2 separate regions of the Triticum aestivum genome follow, and region 1 is linked to region 2. The links are chromatin contacts, called in public Hi-C maps. All regions are on one chromosome and are shown on one strand. Each heading gives the region's core, a stretch centred on a gene start, on an enhancer-like site or on the middle of the called end of the contact. The rest is flanking DNA. Distances are from core to core; before and after follow the strand shown.

What was found. Hi-C and Micro-C count contacts between places; a contact is called where the count stands out from the background.
Region 1: a contact with region 2 is called in a Hi-C map of leaf, with 5 times the contacts expected there. The contact joins the enhancer-like site here to the promoter of LOC123090862 in region 2. A contact is called at or near these places in 2 of 5 Hi-C or Micro-C datasets (both in leaf).

The regions. Positions count from the first base shown.
Region 1 is chr4B:37,742,276-37,747,508 of IWGSC CS RefSeq v2.1, reverse strand. No RefSeq gene overlaps it. Among protein-coding and RNA genes, the nearest start is that of LOC123094346, 54 kb to the right of the region's middle. Within about 2 kb of position 1,763, at least 1 of the 8 cell types and tissues checked has an H3K27ac peak or open chromatin away from gene starts, as enhancers often do. A contact at or near this core is called in leaf, where this site is marked.
Region 2 is chr4B:37,446,598-37,451,589 of IWGSC CS RefSeq v2.1, reverse strand. LOC123090862 (glutamine synthetase cytosolic isozyme 1-3) reads left to right here and starts at 1,647. Exons shown (of 11, transcript XM_044512214.1): 1 at 1,647-1,896; 2 at 2,388-2,427; 3 at 2,561-2,664; 4 at 2,762-2,810; 5 at 2,952-3,058; 6 at 3,177-3,264; 7 at 3,447-3,650; 8 at 3,738-3,791; 9 at 3,896-3,933; 10 at 4,033-4,192; 11 at 4,295-4,673. The coding sequence starts at 1,823. The coding sequence ends at 4,465.

The DNA of each region.
Region 1 (5,233 bases), core at 514-3,013, 300 kb before region 2:
TATATATATATATATATATGTTTAAAAAAAGATCTCAGAATCCCCCAAAAATGTTTTAATTAAAATTATATTTAAAAATTCTCGTTCAGAAAAACATGTGTAAAAAATGTTCATTTTCAAAACATGTTTCAGTTCTGCTAAAAGATTAAAAATTCAAATTGTTTAATTATTTTAAAATAATAAAATGTTTGTGTTTTTCCCAAAAATAAAATATAGAACCGATTACTAGACTATTCCATGCACCCCTACCCTTCCATCAAATGAAGGATGTTAGGGTGGCTTCTTTGCTACCATACTTCATACTTCAAAAAAATGAACAATATAAACTTATTACTTATGTTTTTTTTTTGAGGAAAAACTAGGAGTACAACTACTCCTGAGCCAACACAGGGTCGGCAGCTAATGCTGCAGCCAGGTCATCTGGGACGCTCGCCATCATAATCATGTCTTCCTGACTTCTAGCCCGAGCAGCTAGAAGGTGAGCCATCTTGTTTTGGTTCCTGCTCGTGTAGTTGACCTGGGCTGTACTGAATTTCACCAATTCCGTCTTGATGTCAGCGATCACGGGGTACCAGGCAGATAAGTTGCTGGCACCTGGCCGCAGCTCATTTGACAAAAATGTGCAGTCCGTGTCAGCAACGATTGGCCCCCTGTGTAGGTCGGACAGGGTCTGTAGTCCAGCAAGGAGGGTGGGAGCCTCAGCTTCCTCAACTGCGCCACAGCAGCCAATCTGTTTGGACAAAGAGAAAACCACGACCTCTCTGTGGTCTCGTGCGATCGCACCCGCATGGGAAATTCCGCTGTCAGCCCGGAATGCTGCGTCTGAGTTCAGTTTGATGGTGCCCACATCTGGAGGACACCACTGATTTGCCGTGGTGTTGCCTGAGCCCTCTCCAATGCCTGTGTCTGTCTGTTGATGCAAAGAACTCCGACCGGCCAGAGTGTTCACTGCATGCACCTGTTTCTGTTTGAGGTTTGGTTCTTCCTTTTCCATTGTATCGGAGCACCTGATTTCCTCCTCGTAATGTTTCAAGAAGAGCGCCGATCGGGTGATGAGCTCCTTTCCTGTGTTATGAACACAGTCATCACGAGGAACCAGCACCGCCAAAGTAGGAGGAGTATTTTTGCTCTCATCTCTGTGCAACAAGGATTGAGAAGGACTGAGAAGGTTCTGAAGCCGATCGGGTGATGAACTTATTACTTATGTTTATCAAAACTGTATATAAGAAATGGCGCGTACTATCACACGGAGCAGGTTTTACGATATTTTTCTCCCGTTGCAACGCACGGGCCCTTTTTGCTAGTATAATTAACGAAAGAAAACGTACGAGTATGGAGTATGCATGGTTGAATCTCCGGCCGTCTCGATCGGTGTGCCTCGTGATTCAGCATCCACACTGCATACAATTACACGTCGATCGCCAGCGTTGTACGTACAGTAGTGAGAGACCCAACGGTGACGCGTGCCCCTGGATCTGGATGGACTGTGCTGGCCGCTTCCATGAAGCTTTTGGACCCCGGAAGAGACAAACAAACATCGGTGATCTGTTGAGTGAATCTCGCATCGCATGGTGCTAGTCACCATGCCTTATCTTCGTTCCGTTTTGTACTATTTGTATCTTTGCAGCTTTTGTGATGCTGCTTAGGCACAGATGAGCAGGTGGCACGCTAGCCCGTTTTGATCGGATGCATGTGGGGTGCCTAGCACCAGCAAAATGCTACTCCAGTACAACTATGCATCAATATATAGTCACATCATGTTTGAATAGGTCAAGGTGGTGGAAGGGCCATCACATAAATAGCCTACAAGCGCGCTTGTCAGCCACTCAATTCGATTGGTGAAAAGAGAAGGCGAAATTCGATTTGTAGCGCGACGGATCCATCTTAGGTGTGGCGTGTAGAGCTTGCGCTCTTCGATCTCATGACGTTTGCTTCAATCGCCTTACATCGTGCAAGGCCTCATTTACGCATACACCATGTGGACGATGACCTTATGCTGTTACCATCTCATATATGTTAGAGCATCTACAGCCGGCCTAGCAAATTCCGCCCTTCAAACGTCCGCATATGCCGCCTCCCCTTACTCCCCTTGTCCTCTTCCAACTCTGACGGTCCCTAGAGGACAAACCATATGTCGCCTTCACAATATTACTACTGCCGCCCCAATGATGACAAGAGCAAGGGCAAGGTGAAGCGATGAACATCTTCATCCTAACTTTATCCTAGAACATCATTTTCATCTATAGTTTATGTGTATGAATTTGTTGTCCGCGTATGTCTTATCCTCCCATGTGTATGAACTTACTACCTGTCTTTATGTGCTGTCTAAATGTGTTGATCAATGTTGCGTGATTTGCGGGGGTTCAAATGTGTGTGTTGTCTGTGGAAGTGTCCACGATCATGTAGGTGGTCAAATTAGGAAAATCCTATTGAAGAGGCTCTAAATATCTATGACCAACTGAGTAGTGAATGGTGGTTCAACTCCACTTTTTTTAAACAAAGACAAGTCAACAAAGCTTCATTTACTATCAAGGGCTTATGTGTTAATCCATCCGTCCCATAATATAAGATCGTTTTGCAAGCTATATCTTATATTATGGGACGAAGGGAGTAGTTTTTATTTATTTGAGTCAACTAAATTAATACACCGAAGAAACGTGCCACACAAAGTCCAAATTTTGTTAATAAGTAGGTCCCCACGGAAAGATCAACCACAAATATAATAACCTGTTACACATCAGTTACATGCTGCGTTGTTCTATCAGCTGGTAGGTGGAAGGGATCTTCACAAACTTCTCTGGAATGCAGAGGAACGAATTTTAGTCTACGTAAAATATTTGCAGCAATAGACTAGTTCTTACATGCATCTTTCACCGTCCTATCACTGAACATGGCTGCAAAGCAAAACCAAAACATGACGGGCAACTAAGGCTAGGATTCGGAAATTGATAGAACCAGATGTTCAGGTACAACTGAAAGTTGAGTTCCTAAGGCCGCCCATGCCCAATGTATTGTATATGTGTGCCCGGTTGATGACCGCTGGGAATATGCTAAGGCTAAGTATATGTCAATAGCTTAAGAAGCCAAGCAAATTCAACCAAGACGGGATTGCATGCATGGTGTGGAGTGCATATATATATTCATCTTGTACAAGGCCACTAGTAGAAAAACACTTAATAGTCCCGGTTCGTAAGGGCCTTTAGTCCCGGTTCATGAACCGGGACTAATGGGCCGTTACTAATACCTCCACCCATTAGTCCCGGTTCAAACAAGGACCGGGACCAATGTGCCTCCACGTGGCCCTGTGCGCCGAGCCCAGTCAGGGGTCCTTTGGTCCCAATTGGTGGCACCAACCGGGACCAAAAAGCATCCACGCGTCAGCATTCCAGTGGTTGGGGTTTTTGTTATTTTTTTTTGAAAGGAGGGGGGCGGGATTGGGGGTTTTGGGGGGTTAATTTACGTGTTTCATATATTGTGTTAGCTAGCTAATTAATAAAGAGAAGTGTCCTCTCTTATGTCCGTGCTTGGTCGACTCTATGTACTATATATACATAAGTGATCGAGAGAACCATTCAGTACAGAAGTTCATGCATACCGAGAGAAGTGATCGATCGACCTCTCTCCTTCTCCGAGAGATTGGTCGAACAACAAGTTTTCGTATATCATGTATCTGACGCTACTGGCTACATACATGCATGTACAATATGTATAAGATCTCTTATAATTACAATTCCCTAGCAATTGAAATCAATTTCCACATGGTATGCTCCGGCTTTATTGATGACGTGGTCAAGAAAGAATCCCGCCAATTCCTCTTGAATTGCTTTCATGCGATCTGGTTCTAGGAGTTCATTCCGCATCTGCCACGTCTAATTTGAAGAAGGGGGTTAATTAATACATATATATGAATGAAACTCAACAGAAATGATGGTGTAATAAAATGAAATTGTGAATATTATTGCTTACGCACTTCATATTGTCTTTGAGAGTAGCCCCGCTTGTTTTTCAAAGTCGCGTTGTGGATGAACTCGCACACGTAGTATCCACAGAAATCATTCCCTTCTTCCTGCCACAAGCACTTTACGAGAAATAGAGGTCAATCAAACTGATAATGAAGCATTATAAATGGCATTGATGAAAGTATAGCTATAGAATCAACGGGAGATGCGCGCAACTAGCTAGCCAGTAGTACTTACTTTCGGGTATGTATATCGCAGCTCCTTCGGCAGTCCCGGAGCTTCTGCGGTGAACTGTTTCCAAATCCTGCAAGACAAAGAAAATAATTATTATTACTTGAGATATCAGGAAATTAACAAAAAGTTGCCGATATGGTGCGATAATGATCGATTGAACTTACTTGCTGAGCATTTCAGTCATGTCCGCATAGGATTTGGGATCTTTCCGTCTCGAGTCTAAGACGGTTACTAGTCCACGCTCAAGCTTAATCTCCAGAAGAATATAGTGGTACCTGCGCACGCATGCATAACTCATCAATTACATTACTATAACCTCGCTCGAGTAATAAGGGAAACCGAATATGCACACAGCAGTAACACTCACTTGCCGTTGTAAGGAAAGAGTATGGTATCTTTGTTTTGATTTTTTATCAATGATTGTAGCACGTTGTCCTCAGCCTCTTTGATGTCCTTTTAACCAGAATTTCATCTATGATATTTGTGTTAATGAACCCAATATCATAAATTTCTTGTTTTTTGCACTCGACGATCTTCAATCTGCATAATATATTGAGGATAATTAATTATAAATACATGAAATGAAAGAGCCAAAGCTATATATAGACTTAATGACAGAAATAGTACTTACAGACAGTAGCAAAAGACCATTAGTTTATCGAGGGCCTTTTGATTGAAGAACGCGAAGAACTCATCAAATGGAACAGTCGACAGATCATTTGCAATGAGATCGTGCTCCTCTTTAATATGCAGATACAAAGCATTCGCACCCTCAGACTCTCTGCAGGTTTCCATGTACCAATTATGGAATCTTCGCATCATTGTTGTCAGAGATTTTTCATCTTTGACGAGAGGCTTCCCGTACTCGTATTTGTGTTCGTCCACCTCCAAGAAATCAGGAAGTGCATCATCAGGAAGGTAATCGTCAAGATTGCCATAACCGGCCATCGTCCCCGGAGCATTAGACACATTGAGCGGGGGGCACGATTGCTGTGCTTGTTCGCCGAGCTGGGCAATTTTTTCCCCTTTGCTCGCTTTTT
Region 2 (4,992 bases), core at 398-2,897:
ATCCCGGTGTCAGCGGTTCTGCGGAGCCAGCAGGCACACGACGACGAGGTGCACCAGCGCCGCGCGCAGCTCACGCCGGAGCAGTGTCGGCTGCCTTGAGTACGTCGCCGACTCTCCCAACTGGGAGGCTTGGTTCGCCCTCGAGCACGAGGAGCAACGGCGCTCGGGCGTCGACGCCGTCCCCACGTCGTTCCCGCTGCCGCCCTCGAGGAGGCCCTGCAGCAGGCGCTGGAGGCTAGCCGCCTCAAGGAGGACGCGCGCTGGGATGGGCTGGAGCAAGCCCTCGCCCTGTTGGCGGCGGGGGACTCCGTCCACACCCCGTTGTTCCAGCCGCCACCGCCACCGTCGCCGCCCATCCAGCCCAAGTCGTAGCCGAAGCCGACGCGGAAGCGCTCCCCGTCTCCACCCACTTGGCCGGAGGAGGCCTACTCGGCCAGTACCGCGAGTGTGTGAGCGCGCCCCCCGTCCACTTCGCCGCAACGCCGGAGCGGGAGGCCGCCCACCTCGAGCGCTGGAAGGCACACTGGCTCGCCAGGAGCAGGCCGACGGCGAGCAGCAGATGCGCTACGAGGCCATGCTCCAGCGCGATGCGGAGGCGCTCCGGCTCAAGGAGGAGGAGGAGGAGCGCGCGCGGCTAGCCGCAATGCCGCCGCCCCAGCAGACGCCGGAGGAGGTTGTCCTGGCAGCATACCCAGGCGGCGTTCGGGTGGGTAGGCCCTGCTCCCGTCTTCATCGACCTCACCGGCGATGGCGACGGCAGCGGCGCCGCCAAGGGCAGCGTGCGGGGCGGCAGAAGGCGGCGCAGTCTTTTTTCTTAATGTTTTAATTATGTTTAAGTGGACTTTGGCCGGCGACCGGCCACTTATGTTTTATTATGTTTATTTTAAGTTTATTTCGTGCAAGCATATTTTTTTGCATGCCATGCCGGCACATTTGGGTCTGCCTCCCCGTTGGATGGTCAAGCCGACCCATTTTACAATACGGACGCGCACGTCCGCCTGACAAAAACGGACAAAACGCGTGCTGGTTTGGGTCGCCCCGTTGGAGTTGCTCTAACGATGTCACGAGGGGGATGACACGACAGGCACAACAACTTAGCTGCTCACACATGTCCCGAAGTCATGGTTAAATTTGCTACTGCGATGGTCACGGAGTAGCAGTGGTCGCTTTCCTACATAGAGTATCTTGCAGGTGTGGCTCACGTCTCACTCATGTCACCGTCTAGCTTTGACCCATCGGGTCAGTCAGTCAGTCCACAGGGATCCGCACGGACGCCGGGACAAGAGAACGTGAATTTGCCCTTCACCACTGGAGTAGTAGCACTGGCTAGCCAGCTGCTTCATGCATAAGCAAAGGGGAAGTCAGCCATAGCCATAGCCAATTTCTCCTTCCCCGACCGAGTGAATGGCACTTTCAGCAGGGCTTTCTTAATTTTAATTAATGAAGTGCTCCTGATGTGGTGTGCGGATCAGCGAAGCGCGGTTGTCCGTACGCATGGCGTCCCGTGTACTGGTACAGTAGAAAAGGTGTTCCGTGCGCGCAGGCCGCGGAAACGTACGCACGCAAGGACAGCCGTACGTACCATCGGTTTCCGTTTCCCCCCGCCCGCAACGCCCACCAACCTTTCAGGGCCTCCTCCCCCGTCGCCACGCTACTTATAGAGGGGCAGAGCCAGCTACGGCGGCACCACTCGGCTCGCTCCCCTGTCCCGCATTTCCCAGAGAGCTACCATTTGCCACTACAACACCTCTCCCTCTCCCTCTCCCTCTCCATCTCCGGTAGGCTCCGGGGGAAGAAGAAGAACAGCACGCCGGCATCCGCCATGTCTCCGCTCGCCGACCTTCTCAGCCTCGACCTGTCCGGCTGCACCGGCAAGATCATCGCCGAGTACATATGGTAACATCCCTCTTCCTCCATCTTCCTCAGCACTGTCCCAACCTCCCATCTCACCTTCCTTCCAAGTCAGGCAGGCCACATATTTTTTTCCTCCCCACAAATCCCATCTCACGTTTCTTTCTAGTTTAGTTTACTATACTAGTGCGTTTCTCAAATTTTGAGCCCAGTAAAAACCCTTCTCTTGTTTTTAGGCCTTGATCTGTTGCCAATATGTTTTTTTTTTCTCTTTTTTTCTTTGTTTGGCTATGTGCATCTTGGCTATGCCTTGGCTAGGTGTTGCTGGTCATGATTTGTATCTGCATGATACTAGTACTTCCTCTGTAAAGAAATATAAGAGTGTTTTGGTCTAAATGATCTTTGATCTAAACGCTTTTATATTTTTGTAGGGGGGAGGGAGGGAGTACATTATAAGTTAATAAATTGGGGAAATCGGCATCGTACTTTTATGCCTTATTACTAACCTACTTCCATATACACCTTGCCTAATCCAGGGTCGGCGGCACGGGCATGGACGTCAGGAGCAAAGCCAGGGTAAGCCTAACCCACGACGACTCATTACTTTGCCGGCCGGCTCCTTTTTGTCTAAGCTGTGACGGCACTGCAAGCATGATATGTTCCTAACACTTCCTGTGACCCTTTTGATGCCTTGGATATTCACAATCAGACGCTGCCCGGGCCCGTTGATGACCCCAGCAAGCTCCCAAAATGGAATTTCGACGGCTCCAGCACCGGCCAGGCCACGGGCGACGACAGCGAGGTCATCCTCTGGTAAGCCCTTGACTGCACTCTTCACATAACCATCATGCCTTGGCTTGCGTGCCTTGAGGCTGAGCTAATCTGAATTTCATGTCTTGCTCCTGCCAAGCCCTCAAGCCATCTTCAGGGACCCATTCAGGAAGGGGAACAACATCCTGGTATATAAGAATGATCAAGATCCTCCTTGTTTTTTCATTCATGGATTTCGTGTTATTGTTTATTTGTGTTAATGAATTTTGAAAAGTTGTTCATGAGTGCTTTTTCACCTCTAGTATTTTTTTTTAACCTCGCGCGTTTAGGTCATCTGTGACTGCTATGCGCCTAACGGAGAGCCGATTCCGAGCAACAAGCGGTACAACGCGGCGAGGATATTCGGCCATCCCGAGGTCAAGGCTGAAGAACCATGGTCGGTACTCAGTTGCTCTGTTCTATAGAAATTAGTCCACTACTTTAATTTTTGCACATAATTTAATTCATGTGGCAATTAATCTTGTGACACCCCCTTATGTTGCCTGAAATGTAAGGTATGGGATTGAGCAAGAGTACACCCTTCTTCAGAAGGACACCAACTGGCCCATTGGCTGGCCACTAGGGGGTTACCCTGGCCCTCAGGTAACTTAACTAGACATGCTGCATATTGCAGCACTCTTATTAAGAGCAAGTCTTAGCCAAGATCACTCCACTAAGTAAGGGAGGAAACTTGGCTGTAAATGATGTTAGCTTAGCACTTGCTGACAACAGTTCAGAAATGTTGGACCGATAGTGACACTGGCAGAGCAAAATGTGTGTGACAGGGACCTTACTACTGCGCCGCGGGTGCGGAGAAATCTTACGGGCGCGACATCGTCGATGCACACTACAAGGCCTGCCTCTACGCCGGCATCAACATCGGCGGCATCAATGCAGAAGTCATGCCAGGACAGTGGGAGTTCCAAGTCGGCCCTTCCGTCGGCATCTCGGCCGGCGACGAGCTCTGGGCGGCTCGCTACATCCTGGAGGTAAATGAAACCGCCTCATCTGGTTGAATGAATGAATAAAATGCAACTTGTGCTGATAAGAAATTTTTCCTTTGTGTAACCCAATAGAGGATCACTGAGATTGCTGGCGTCGTCGTCTCCTTCGACCCCAAGCCGATCCCGGTGAGCATTTCTTCTTCTTCTTCTTGTGCCACAAGTGTCACCTTGATCTGCCGTTCCACTGGCCAGCCAGCCATATGTAACTTTGCATATGTGTGTGACTGTAGGGAGAATGGAATGGTGCTGGTGCCCACACAAACTACAGGTAAGATAAAGAGAGCAAGCCAAGGGATGCATCGCCGTCTGCTATACTCTAGTCTTGTGTTATGGGTTATGACATGATCCTGCTGATGTCTGAATGCAGCACCAAGTCGATGAGGAGCGAGGGCGGGTACGAGGTGATCAAGAAGGCGATCAAGAAGCTCGAGGCGCGGCACATGGAGCACATCGCCGCCTACGGTGAGGGCAACGAGCGCCGGCTCACCGGCCGCCATGAGACCGCCGACATCAACACCTTCGTATGGGTAAGTAGGAAAGCCCCACGGGGAGTTCAGAGTTCAGAGTCACCACCATTGCTGCTCTTCTCTGACTGCTTTCCGGCTGCATTGTTTGTTTGTTTTTTGCAGGGCGTGGCGAACCGCGGCGCGTCGGTGCGGGTGGGCCGCGACACCGAGAAGGAAGGCAAGGGCTACTTCGAGGACCGGAGGCCGGGGTCCAACATGGATCCCTACGTCGTCACCTCCCTGATCGCCGAGACCACCATCCTCTGCAAGGCCGGCCTCTCCAATGGCAAGTAGATGTCATCTTTGATGGGTTCTGTCTTCTGTGTGAGTGCCCGTGGTTGTGTGTGTGTGTGTGTGTGTGTGTGTGCAGTGATGAGACTGGCAGGGTTTGAATAATGATGATAAAGCAATAACATGTAATGTAATGTGCTTGTGTGGCTGGATGTATGTTCCTCGTCCTGAACTTGCCTGTGGCCTGCAAACATCTCGTGTTAAGCGTTCATGGCACCCAAGTTCATGGCACTTATTTGTGGTCTGCATCAATCGTTGCAATGCATAGGGTAATCAACAACAACAACAAAAAACTCAAAATCGTTTCAATCTCACATTGGTAAGAAAAAGTTGTAGACAGAGAAGAAAACATCAAGGGCTCATTTGGCTTACTCCAAATTTTCGATAGAATAGCCCATTCCATAGGGAATTCAAAGGAAAGTAAGACGGTGATTCCGTTCTTCCTAACGGTACCAAAGGAATATTTCCTATGCGAACAATATCCTTCAGAAATTCCTATGTTTTCCTTTGGATGTTCAAGATAAGATTGG